Regions from separate parts of the Hordeum vulgare genome. Here region 1 is linked to region 2. Evidence: chromatin contacts called from public Hi-C data. All regions are on one chromosome and are shown on one strand. The core of a region is the stretch at or near the end of the contact, and the rest is flanking DNA. Distances in the headings are between cores, read along the strand shown. Region 1 has its middle 29 kb from the start of LOC123430583. Region 2 has its middle 18 kb from the start of LOC123430581.

What was found. A called contact is a pair of places that touch in the nucleus more often than the background predicts.
Region 1: a Hi-C map of seedling shows a contact between it and region 2, with 3 times the contacts expected there. The contact joins two enhancer-like sites. A contact is called at or near these places in 2 of 6 Hi-C or Micro-C datasets (leaf and seedling).

What each region holds. Positions count from the first base shown.
Region 1 is chr2H:569,774,751-569,780,549 of MorexV3_pseudomolecules_assembly, forward strand. No RefSeq gene overlaps it. Among protein-coding and RNA genes, the nearest start is that of LOC123430583, 29 kb to the left of the region's middle. Within about 2 kb of position 4,076, at least 2 of the 3 cell types and tissues checked have open chromatin away from gene starts, as enhancers often do. A contact at or near this core is called in seedling, where this site is marked.
Region 2 is chr2H:569,570,223-569,576,172 of MorexV3_pseudomolecules_assembly, forward strand. No RefSeq gene overlaps it. Among protein-coding and RNA genes, the nearest start is that of LOC123430581, 18 kb to the right of the region's middle. Within about 2 kb of position 4,634, at least 3 of the 3 cell types and tissues checked have open chromatin away from gene starts, as enhancers often do. A contact at or near this core is called in seedling, where this site is marked.

The DNA.
Region 1 (5,799 bases), core at 2,826-5,325, 200 kb after region 2:
AATACTAACATTTTTTAAAATTTGTGAAAGGAATTTTGGAACATTTTGCGTAATTCTGAAAAATTATATAAAACTTGGATATTTCTTGAAAAAAATATATGAAAAAATGGAAATAAACAGGAAAAAAGCTCACTCAGAGTGAGTAGTGTGATGCGTGTTAAGTGGGCTCGGCCTATCTTCTGTTGTGAACAAAAAAAAAGAGCCATCCTTTGCGGCTATTCGATAATGCGACCTCAGAGTGAGTAGTATGATGCACTAACCACTCCATCGTCCCATGTTAACTCCTCAGCTACTACTTCTTCCTCTCTTTCTTCTTTCTTCTTACTTCTTTCCCCTTTTTCTGTTTTTTTCACTTTTTTTTTCTTTTTTCGTCTTTGTATTTAATCGGAACTAGTTGTTTTTATTTTTTTAGTATTTGATATGTCGATATTTTTTGCAAAATAGATGAATTTTCTTAACTTTGTTGAACTTCTTTTAAAATTCTTGAACATTCTCTTCATATTGATTAACTTTTCTCAAATTTGATGAACCATTTTTCAAATTAGTGAACTTTTAGGAAATTCAAATGTTTTATTTTATTCCGATAAACTTTTTTTCCAAATTTGATCAAATTTTCCAAACCAATGCTTTTTATCCTCAAATTGGTGAACTTTTTAAAATTCTGAAGATTAGTTTTCCGAATTCGATGAATTTTTTCAAAATTTAAGCTTATTTTCTTCAAAAGTGTGACTTTTTTAATTCTGATGAACTATTTTTCAAATTTTATGAACTTTTTCGAAACTGATAAACTTTTTCAATCTTCGGTGAACTTTTTTTGAACTTTTTCTCGAAGCCTATGAACATTTTTTCAAAATTTATGAACTGTTTTCAAAATCAATGAACTTTTCTCAAATCCGATGTACTTTTTTCAGATTGATGATCTTTTTTAAAAAAAAAATATTTCTTGTATTCAAATCGATGAATTTATTTTTGAAATCGATGTACTCTTTTCGGAATCGGTGAAAATTTTCCAAATCAAGAATTGTTTTCCTAAATTTCGTGCACTTTTTTTCAAATTGATGAACTTTTTATAAATTTGAAGTTTTTTGTGTAAATCTCCGGACAATTTTTAAATTTTTATGAACTTTTTCCAAAATTGACGAACATTTTTTAATAGATAAAAAATATTCAGTTTCGATTAACTTCTTTCAAAATTGTCACATTTTTTTATCCAAACAAATTATCGTGATTTTTTCCCAAAAAATGTAAGCTATTCAGTACATATGTATGTATCAACAAATAGCACTGCGACCGTCTTATTAGGCATTCCAGGCTGTAATAAATCACTTAAGTCTGGTAGATCAGTGGTTAGCGTGTTCAGATGTGGTACGGATGTCTTGGGTTCAAATAGGATATTCATATTTGACGGTTTGTCTGTATGCCGCTCAAAATACCTGCTAGCATATGGTCGAGAGCAACTAGTTAACGAGCACTTCTTCGAAAGCTTCCCAACGATCACTCTCGTGCGTCGCCACTTAACATGTTCTCGGCCGCCGTCACCTGTCGCCTTTCGAACGTTTTTTTGTATTATTTTTTTATTTTCTCGCACTTGTTTTCGGCTTTTTAGTGTTGTTTTTTCCGGATTTTTTTATGTTCCGGTTTTACACTGCTCTTTCGTAACTTTTGAACGGAAAAAAATTAAAAAGAAATCCACCAAAAAACCTCGTTTTTTATTTTTTGCGAGAGGCACGGTTTTGCTTCCGCGGTAGGCACGGGTTTGCCTTCCCGAGAGTCACGGACGTGTCTTTCGGAAAGAGAAAAAAACGTGTTTTTTGTTTATATTTTGCGAGAGACACGGTTTTGCTTCCGCGAAAGACACGTTTTGCATTCGCAAGACGCACGCACGTGCCTCTCGGAAAAGGGAAAATGTGTTTTCTGTTTTTTGTGAGAGTCACGGTTCTGCTTTCGCAAAAGGCACGCCCGTGCCTCTCCCGAAAAGGAAGAAAACGTGTTTTTTTTTTTGCGAGAGGCACGGTTTTTTCTTCGCGACAGACACGCCCGTGCCTCTGTCGAAAATGGAAATAACGCGTTTTCTACTCTCTCTTTTTCCGCGAAAGGCATGGTTTTGCTTCCGCTAGAGGCATGATTTTGCCTTCACGACCTGTGCATCTCGAAAAGGGAAAAATGTGTTTTCTGTTTTTTTTCTATCGCGTGAGGCACGGTTTTTTCGTTCTTTTTTTTCTTCTAGTTTTTTTCTTAAAAACAATTCGTCAAAAACTATCAACATGGAATCTAGTTTTGAAGATTTGACGTGAGAAAGCCAACGATGAAAACGGTTCCAGAATTAGACGCACGATTTAGAAGATAAAACGTTTTGAAAATACAGATCTATAAAAAAAGAAAAACTTCCAGATTCCGACAAGTGGTACACATGCAGTGCGTCACTTATGTCAACCTGTGAAGGTGAAAATAATCGTTGAAAGGTGTACTCGCTAACTAGTAATTTCGTATATGGTCACTTGTAGCGAGAGCTGTTTCTGGGCCAGCCCAGGACACGTGGCCTCGTAGTGCTGATACCACCCTCGCGCCTTTGTTATTTATTGTTTTCACTTTTCTACATTTATTATTTTATTTTCTCACTGTTGTTTATGTTTTGTAATATCATAAAAATTGGTAAACTGTTAATCATGCATGCGAAAATGTTAAACGTGTATATAAAGATGTTTGTGATGTATATAAAGAATATACAATGCAAAGTAAAAAAATGTAGAATATGTTAATCATGTCTGCTGTTTGTGACATCTAAAGAATATCACGCATTTAAAATAATGTAAATGGCATTTAAAAAAATTATAATATGTAAATAAGTATTTTGGTCCTCAGAAAATATTTCATACATTAAATAAAATTAAACTTATGACTAAAAAATATTAACTAATTTAAAAAATGCGTTCATGACATTTTGAGAAAAAGTTTTTACCATGTAAAAAATCCATAGTAATATAAATATAATTCAAAATATGTTCGAACATTATTTGACAAATTATTAACCTATATCTGAAAAACGTTAAAAAATATGCTTAAAAATAATACTACAACGAAAGAATAATGAGAAACCGAAGAGAAATACGTGGGCGCGTAATGCTGATACCACTCTCAAGCCTTTGTTCTTTTTTGCTTCTGCTTTTCCTAATTTTTTCTTTATTTTCTCACTGCTGTTTATATATCGAAATATCATAAAAATCTGGAAAGTGCGATTCATGTATTTGAAAGTATTAAACATGCATATAAACATGTTTGTGATGTACACCAAAGATATACAATACGAAGTAAAAAAAGTAGAATATGTTAAACATGTTTACCTAACATATTTGTGATATTTAAAAAATGCCACACATTTAAAATGATGTGCGTGACATTGAAAATATGTTTATACGATGTGAATAAATATTAGCTTCATTCAAAAATTGTTACATACATTCAATAAAATTAAAATTACAATTTAAATATATTCAGGAATTTTAAAAATGTATTCGTGACATTTTAAGAAAATATTTGTACCATGTAAAGATATCCATAGTAAAATCAATATAATTCAGAATATGTTCCAACATGTATTTGAGTAAACGCTATCTAAAAAATATATAAAAATATGTTTAAAAATTGTTTTACGAGAAAAGCATAAAAAAATAGAAACCGAAGACAAAGACGACAAACCATATCTCTTTTTTTATGGATAAAGGCGTTCCCCTTTATTCAACCTGAATGTTCATGGGTATCATTACATGATCATGAGGAACACCAAGCCACAAATGCTGGCTACTGTAACCGATAAAGCAGTGCTTGCTAAAAAATGAGCTTCAAGATTACTCTTCCTACTCTTGAAACAAAAATTGCAGGAAATAAACTCACTCCTCTGTGCATTAATCTCTCTAATTATGGCAGCATTGCTTCCTCCTTGCACTTGTCCAATATCTTATAACTGAACTGCAAAGCATATCTAGGAACTCTTATACAGTTCTTTATGAGTCGGTTCAGGAACTGGCGCTCACTAGCCGCGCCTGGTGGGCCGGCACTCGACGAGAAAACTTCCCTAAAATGTTACTCCCGTGAGGAATCCATCTCGCCTAGTGTAGCTACTGTCCAGGTTAGCCAACCACTAGAACAACAAGGCGCTAGTCCAAGATTCCAGCGCGGACATTTAAACAATAATTGCAGCCCACATAGATTTAAGAACCCATGATTTTATCGAAAAACAATTGTGGACAAAATTTGAAAGTTCACAGACTTTAAAAGAGCCCGAATTTTCAAATAGTTCATGTAATAAAAAAGGTTCATGAATTCAAAGAAGTTCACGAATTAGAAAATTTTCATCAACTTTCAAAATAGTTCACAAATTTAAAAAGCATCGTTAATTTTGAATATAAGTACATAGACTTTTGAAATAAAAGGTCACAGATTTGGAAAAAAATCATCAATTTTGATAAAAAAATCACCAATTTTGTAAAGATTCATCAATTTTGAAAATGAAATCAATTCTTAAATAAATCACAAATTTATTTTTAAAATGAATTTGAAAAAAGGTCATCGAACCAGAAGAAAAGTTTGTCAAATTTGAAAAACAAATTATCAATTTCGAAAAAAGTTCATTAATGTTGAAAAATAAAAAAGAGACAAAGGAAGAAAAGAGATAAGAACATGTAGTTCAGAACATGAGGTGAGGCCTATGAGGTGGTTAGTGTAGGGTTGGAACGTCCAGGAGGTCGCTGGTTAGAATACCATCGCACGCGGGTGCATTTCTTTTGTTTACATCCGAAAAAAATGGAGAAGATGAGCCGAGCCCAACATGACATTTTTTTGTTTTACAACAGAAAAAAAGGAACACGGGTGGAGTCCAACTAAACACGCCCTTCATGCACCCGTTTGCGAAACCAATAGGAACGGCGCCTGAAACACCAAGTAGGATCCGACATCCTATTTGGTGCTTCGTTAAAGGCGTTCATCCCGTTCATTCCCCCACTTCACTAGCCCCATTCGACTTTTTGTTCTTCCTAGCTTAACTCGAAATAAACATGCGAGAGAAAGTTGAACTCGAGAGCTCTCGATTTGTTTTTTAACACTCGACCTCTCGATCCAGGGGGGATGCAGCAACCACTTGATCAACTCGACGCATGTGTTTACTATTTTTTCCCTTTCTTTCTTTCTTCAATTCGATGGGTCTCGTTTCCTTTTCCCCTTTTATTGTTCTTATTTTACTTAATTGCATGATGTTTTCAAAATTTGTGCACTTTTTTTTATCAAAATCAATGAACCTTTTCAAATTCATGATTTTTCTTCAAAAGCGACGAACATTTCTTAGGTTCACAAACTCTATTCTTCAAAAATGATATTTTTTTTCCAAAATCCAATAATTGTTTCCCAAATCGATGACATTTTTAAAAATTGATGAAGTTTTTCCAAATTTCATTAACTACTTTTACAAAATTGGTGAACTTCTTCCAAATTTAATGAATTTTTTTTCAACATTGGTGATTTTTTCCAAAGTTAATGAACTTTGTTCAAATTTGATGACTTTTTCAAAATCAATTAACTTTTTTTCCAAGATGAGCTTTCTTTCAAATTCATGAACTTATCTTAAATTCATGTTCCTTTTTCAATTTGTATGAACCTTCCTCATTTGTATGAAAATTTTCAAGTTCACATATTTTTATTGTGAATTTTTTTTATCATAAAATAATGCACATAACAAATTGGGTATATATTACTCCTACGTGTTAGGGTTGTAGGAGAAGAAGCATCAAATAGATTATTTTCTTTGAA
Region 2 (5,950 bases), core at 3,384-5,883:
GCCCGTCGATCTCCACCGTCGCCTCGTTCGGTCGCGCACCGGCTGCCTCGGGCCGACTGCGTCGGGGTGGCTGCCGCCTCCGCACCACCTGCCTCAGGCCGGCTGCGTAGTGCCAGCTCCGGTTCCGTCCTCGTCGGCTGCCTCGGGCCGACTGTTGCGCCGCTTGCATCACGCCGGCTCCTTCGGGCTACCTGCATCGCACTGGCTGCCGGAACTGGCCGCCACACTGCCTTCACCGAGCGACGTCCACGACATCGCGTGCGATCGGATTGATCACCCGCACGCCCGCGATCCGTCTCATCTATGTCGTGCGACCGACCTTGCCCGTTGGTTGCGTGCGCCTCCGCAGGCCCCATGAAGACTGTCCGGAGTACAACGCGACCCTCCATCGATCGAGCATCGGGCTGCCGTTGCGTCGCCCCATCGGGCCGTAGCGCCACCGCCTAGTGGTTCTCCCCGTGGTTGCCCCAATCCGCGCGCTAGCGCTGCGTCGCTCCTTCGGGCCGAAGTGTCGCAGCCCGCAGTCTACAGCCGCCTCGAGGTCGTCCTTTGCAGGTTGCCCCCATGATCGCACTGACCCTCGCGCTGCCGCTGCATCGCCCATCGGGTCGTAGCGAGCGTGGCACGCAGTCCCCGCCGCCGCCCGAGGCTGCCCCCGTGGCTGCACCGACCCGTGCACCGCCGTTGCGTCGCCCCTTCGGACCGTAGCATTGCAGCACGCGGTCTACACCGCCACCCTGAGGTCTTCCGTCGTCGCCCCGACCCATGCGCTGCTGCTTCGTCGCCCCTTCGGGTCGTAGCCCCATGGCGCGTGGTCCACTCCGTCGTCCCCGCGCATCGACTTCCTGTGGTATGCGACGCGCCGTCTCCTTCGGCGCGGTAACGCCATCGTCCGCGCCGGTCTTCGTCATGCTGTCGGGCTCTTCCTCGCCTACTTCGAGCATCGCCGCCGCGCTCCTAACCAGCCGCCACCGCCATCAGGCCGCTGCCGCCGCTCTTCTTTGGCGTTGCTGCAGCTCGCTCACCCGAGTCGCACCGCCCGTCCACCTCCTTCATCTTCGTCCAACACCGCCTCATCGCCAGCGTCGCCGTCGTCTTCCCCGACCGCTTCATCTACTCCGACCACTCCGGGCAACATCGGCCCCCGCCGATTTGCACCGCAACCGTCGTCAAGTCCTTCTCTTTTAGCCTCCTCAACATAGCGTACAGGTTGTGTGCAGGTCCCCGTCTCCGCATGCCCGGTGCTGGCAACACCGACGTGTGCCTTCGTCCCCGGTGTGTTCCTAGGCCTGGCAAACCTGGAGCAACGCATCGTCAACATCGACTTCGTCCGTCTACGCATGCGCGGTGCTGGCAACACCGATGCGTGCCTTCGTCCATGATGTGTCCCCGGGCTTGTCAAACTCGGCGCGACGCGTCTCAACTACGTCTTCTTCCTGGCGCACCACTATTTCGGCACCTTTGCGCCCATGACTAACTCGGCGCCTCCTTGCGCTCGCGGCTCCATGGCGACTTCCTCGACACCGGCTACCCCGACTCGACATCGACCACGGCGTTCTTCGCACGACCACCTCGGCCACGGCTACACCACCATACGCTCTCGGCTATCTCGACCAACGCACAAAGGGCTACCGCCTTGCTTGAGCAACCTTGTCGGTTTACACTCCAGCCACAACTTTCACCATGCATCGACTGTTACGACTGTGGGGGGATGACCGTCGGCTTACCTTCAGATTCTTCTCCAGTCTCACCGTCTGCATCGTTACCGTTGTGATTGCGGGGGATGTTGAGTAACGTAATTGTTTAGGAAAGCATAGATAGACTAGGATTTGTTCCTGCCTTGATTTGTACTCCAAGATGATCATGTACTCCTATATATATATGCCCACGAGGCTCAAGCAATACATCAACTATTCCACCAATCCCTATTCTCCAGCTCAACAGATCCTAATATCTCTAGAATGTTCAGCCTGGGAGCTCCTCATCGAACTAAACTTTTGCCAAGGATCGAACAATGCATCCTAGGTAGAACCACGATTTTCAGCTGCCCCATACGACATGGGAGCAGTCGGTCCAAAAATCAGGAAAAAGCCAAGGACAAGTCAATTGCCTAATATGGCGCTGAAAAAAGCCCTAAAACCCAAAAAAAATGATGGGAAAAATAAAAAATAGGATAATTGTACAAAAATAAAACAAATGATTTGCAATGATATATAAAATGTATTTCACATGGCACACTGGACTTCCCACCTCTATGTCGTTCGATCCAGACAAACATATTGCAAAAACAATGCCATATTCTTTACTAATACATATCTATCCATGGCAAAATTAGAAGATTTTGCATCTGAAACAAACAAAATTTGCAATGATCACAATAGTTTGCCATGGGCAACAAGCTCCCAGGAAAAATACCATGGCAAAACATACAATATTAATATAGCATGATGGCTTATAAGTTTATGATATTTTTAATTTAGTGGCAAAAGTTACAAGACCAAATGGCAAAATTGTTAGATATCCATGGCAGAACCATTGAACTATGGCATTTCTTTAGTAAACACAAATAAATAACAAGGCTTTTCACCTCGCAGGAAGCCCGGTGAGCAATCCTCAATTTATTAAAATAAAAAAACTACATGGTTTTTTTGGCGTATGAAACAAGTTTTACATGTTTTAGTTAAAACTAGTTTTGCCATGGAAAGACTAATTGTTCTTTGCCATGCTATGCAATTTTTCACCATGGCCCAAAAAATGAAGGAAAATAAAATTGCCATGATAGACAACAAAAGGAAGATATCATGGATTGTTTAGTGAAAATTGTCGTGGTTCATAAAAAGCAAAACTTCACACAAGAGATGGAAGTAAATTTCCGTGCTTGATAAAGTAAATTTATGAAATCAAAATGATACGGTGTTTTGAAAACAAGTGTGAAGTTACATGTGCTTCTATCAACGTAGAATCGCGAGGGCAATATGTCGCACCCCTTCCTAATTGGAATCACCTACGTGCGATAGTCGCGGGCTGGCCCATTTTAGCGCGGGTGAACGATGCGCGCATAGGTTCGCTTCGTTTTGGCCCGTAGCAGTCATTGCCGGGTTGAGTCGCTCAGGTTTTCTCCTTTTCTTCTTCTTCTTTTATTCACTGGTTCTCTTCAGTTTTTCTATTATTTCTTCATTTTACTTTGGCTTGTTTGTTTTTTCATTATTTTCCCTTTTTTTTCCTTCTCTGTACTTCGTTTTCTTTTGGTATTGTTCATTTTCTCGGGATTTCTTTGATTATCTTTTTGTTTCCTTGTCGTTTTTGTTTCTCAAAGCACAATGTACATTTTTAGAGTACACATGATACATTTTTGTGGTACACGCTGGAGATTTTCTAAATATATGATATACATTTAAATACATGTTTCGAACAGTTTTTCAACGTGTGGTACTCCGTCTGATCTGCATGAGTTGTCGTTAGTTTATTGCAAATTTTTATCTACTTTGTACTCAACTAGCAAAAAGTTATATGTATTAGAGGGAGTAACATTTTTTACAAATACATGTTATACATACTTTTAGTAGTAATTAACATTTTCTAAACTACATGAGCATTGTTTTACATTGTATAAACTTTATTAAAAATTTCATGGATATTTTCTGAAACACAGGAATATTTTCTTAAAGTACCATGATAAGGTTTTTAAATGGAAATAAGCATTTTTTATCATATGCGAACATTTTTTATCTTGGCATATGTCATTTTCCTAAATTTCATGACCATTTTATTGCAATGCGGGAGTTTTTCCATCAAATATGATGTACAATTTATTAATGGCAAGAATATATATATACATTTCACAAACATTTTTTTACGTTGTATACGCAACTTTTAAACACAACTCTTATATTGATTTTTGAAGCGCCTTTTTTCATTTTCACGAACATTTGTTTGGAAGTTATCAGCATTTTCTGAAACAGTGCTAACAATTTTTTATAAAGTGTTATCATTTTTTATCAAATTTCCTAAGTAAATTTAAGTTTCTTGAATACATATATTTAATTTGAAGTATAAATAAAAGAAGAGGAGAAAGTGAAATTAGTGTGACTTTAGCATGACGTCAGCTGAACGAGCCCCGTGCTTCTGGGCAGGCCCACTACCATCTCCTGTAGGCCAGGTTGCCATGGCCTCGCAATGTGCAGCACATAGCCGCGTCCACGTAGAATCCTCGTCATCCGGTTCGACCTCATATATGAGCCCAAAACCGCCACGCATCCATCCTTCCTTTTCCCAAACCCTTAACCCTTTGGGTTTACTGCTGTTTCTAAGAATATATTTTTACTGCTTTGCATTACAAGTATATACTTTCTCTGTAAATTAATGTAAGATATTTTAGATCACTTAACGATAGTCTAAAATGCCTTATATTAATTTACAGAGGAAGTAGCAAATAAGCACTTCAATGTCTAGCAACGCAAAGAACGGATCTATGCGCCCATCCACACCATGTCATCCTATGATCACCGATGGGATCCCTTTGCGTGGCCTCCCTTGGTGGCAGTGACAGATAACACCATCGGTGTGTCACTGTCACCCAATGTTCAGGAGTTGCACAACAGTGGCTTTAGTAGTTGGCGCTCATGGCATGGTGCGTGCATCGGACTCTCTGCTGCCCTGCTGGAAGGTGGACCACACCGGTGAGGTGGTGCTCACCCGACGGTGCTACGGTCCACGGCTTGTGGTTGTGTTTCAGATATGATCGGTCGAATGAGGGTGCGATGGCCTCCTAACGCTCCACGATAGCGGCGGTGACCAAAAAGATCTTCGGCGTGTCATTAGTGGAGAAACATGTCAAAGTTCCGGTTCACCAATCAAGACTAATAAATCTCTCCTAATAATAAAGCGTGGTTCGCTTCTGTCGTCCGTCACGGCCTTTTTGCAAAAAAGCTTCTATCATTTTTGTTATTCAACCCGCACTACAATTTTAAGTGAGTCGAAAGGAGGAAGAAGAAGAACCAGCGGGCGATGGCTCTGGATCGGGATCCCCTCCCGTTTAGGCGCTCGAGAACGGTGGAGGCGAGGGAGCTCGAGGAACGACCTTGTCGCCGGAAAAACGAGGCCGAGGGGGTGGGCGGAGCGCAAGGGCGCGAGCACGTCGAGGCGGAGAGGTCGGGCGTGGCGTCGCAGACGACCGGGCCAACGCGGGGCGGTGCGGGAGGCCACCGGGAAGGGGCGGCGCAGACGACCGGGACGACGCGGGGCACGCTAACACCGGCCGTGGGCAGAGTGGTGCACGGGGGCGGACAGAGTGGTGGAGCCGACGCGGTGAGGCGACGCGGGCGCGTGGAGAAGTGGCGCACGGGGGTGGCCGGATGGGCGGAGCCGACACTGGGAGGCAACGCGGGCGCGCGGAGACAGAGCGGGCGGAGCTGCGCCACCACGGGGTCGGTCCGCTCCACCCGCACCTCCCCGCCTGCCGCCGCAGAGCTCGGTTCAGAGGGAATTAGCGGTTCGAGAAAGATCTAGAGGCGTCTGGGATGTGGATGAGGTGTGGCGAGGGAAACTCCCTTTTTAGCGGTGAGGACTAGCGTGAAGGCCGTTACCTTAGTGGATGCTAAAACGAACGCACGTACGAGAATGGGCTATGGGCCTAATGCATGAGTTGGCATGTTACTAATTTTTCTCCGTTACTTGGGTAATTCGAGTACTTGATGGTTAAAACCGAAACGAACAATGCAATTTTCGGTTATACAAAGTTGCTGACCGAATTTAGTATAAACATTTTCGGTTTCGGTCTATTTGGCATCGGTCTCGGTTTTTTCGGTTCGGTAATTCGGTCTTCGGTTAAAATGCCCACCCCTAGGTGCGAGGGCCAAACGGCACACGTGGCCCATGCAAACAAGGGGATTAAAGCAAAGAAAAAAAGATAATTTATGGGTTTATTTCTACATTTTTGACAAAATATTTA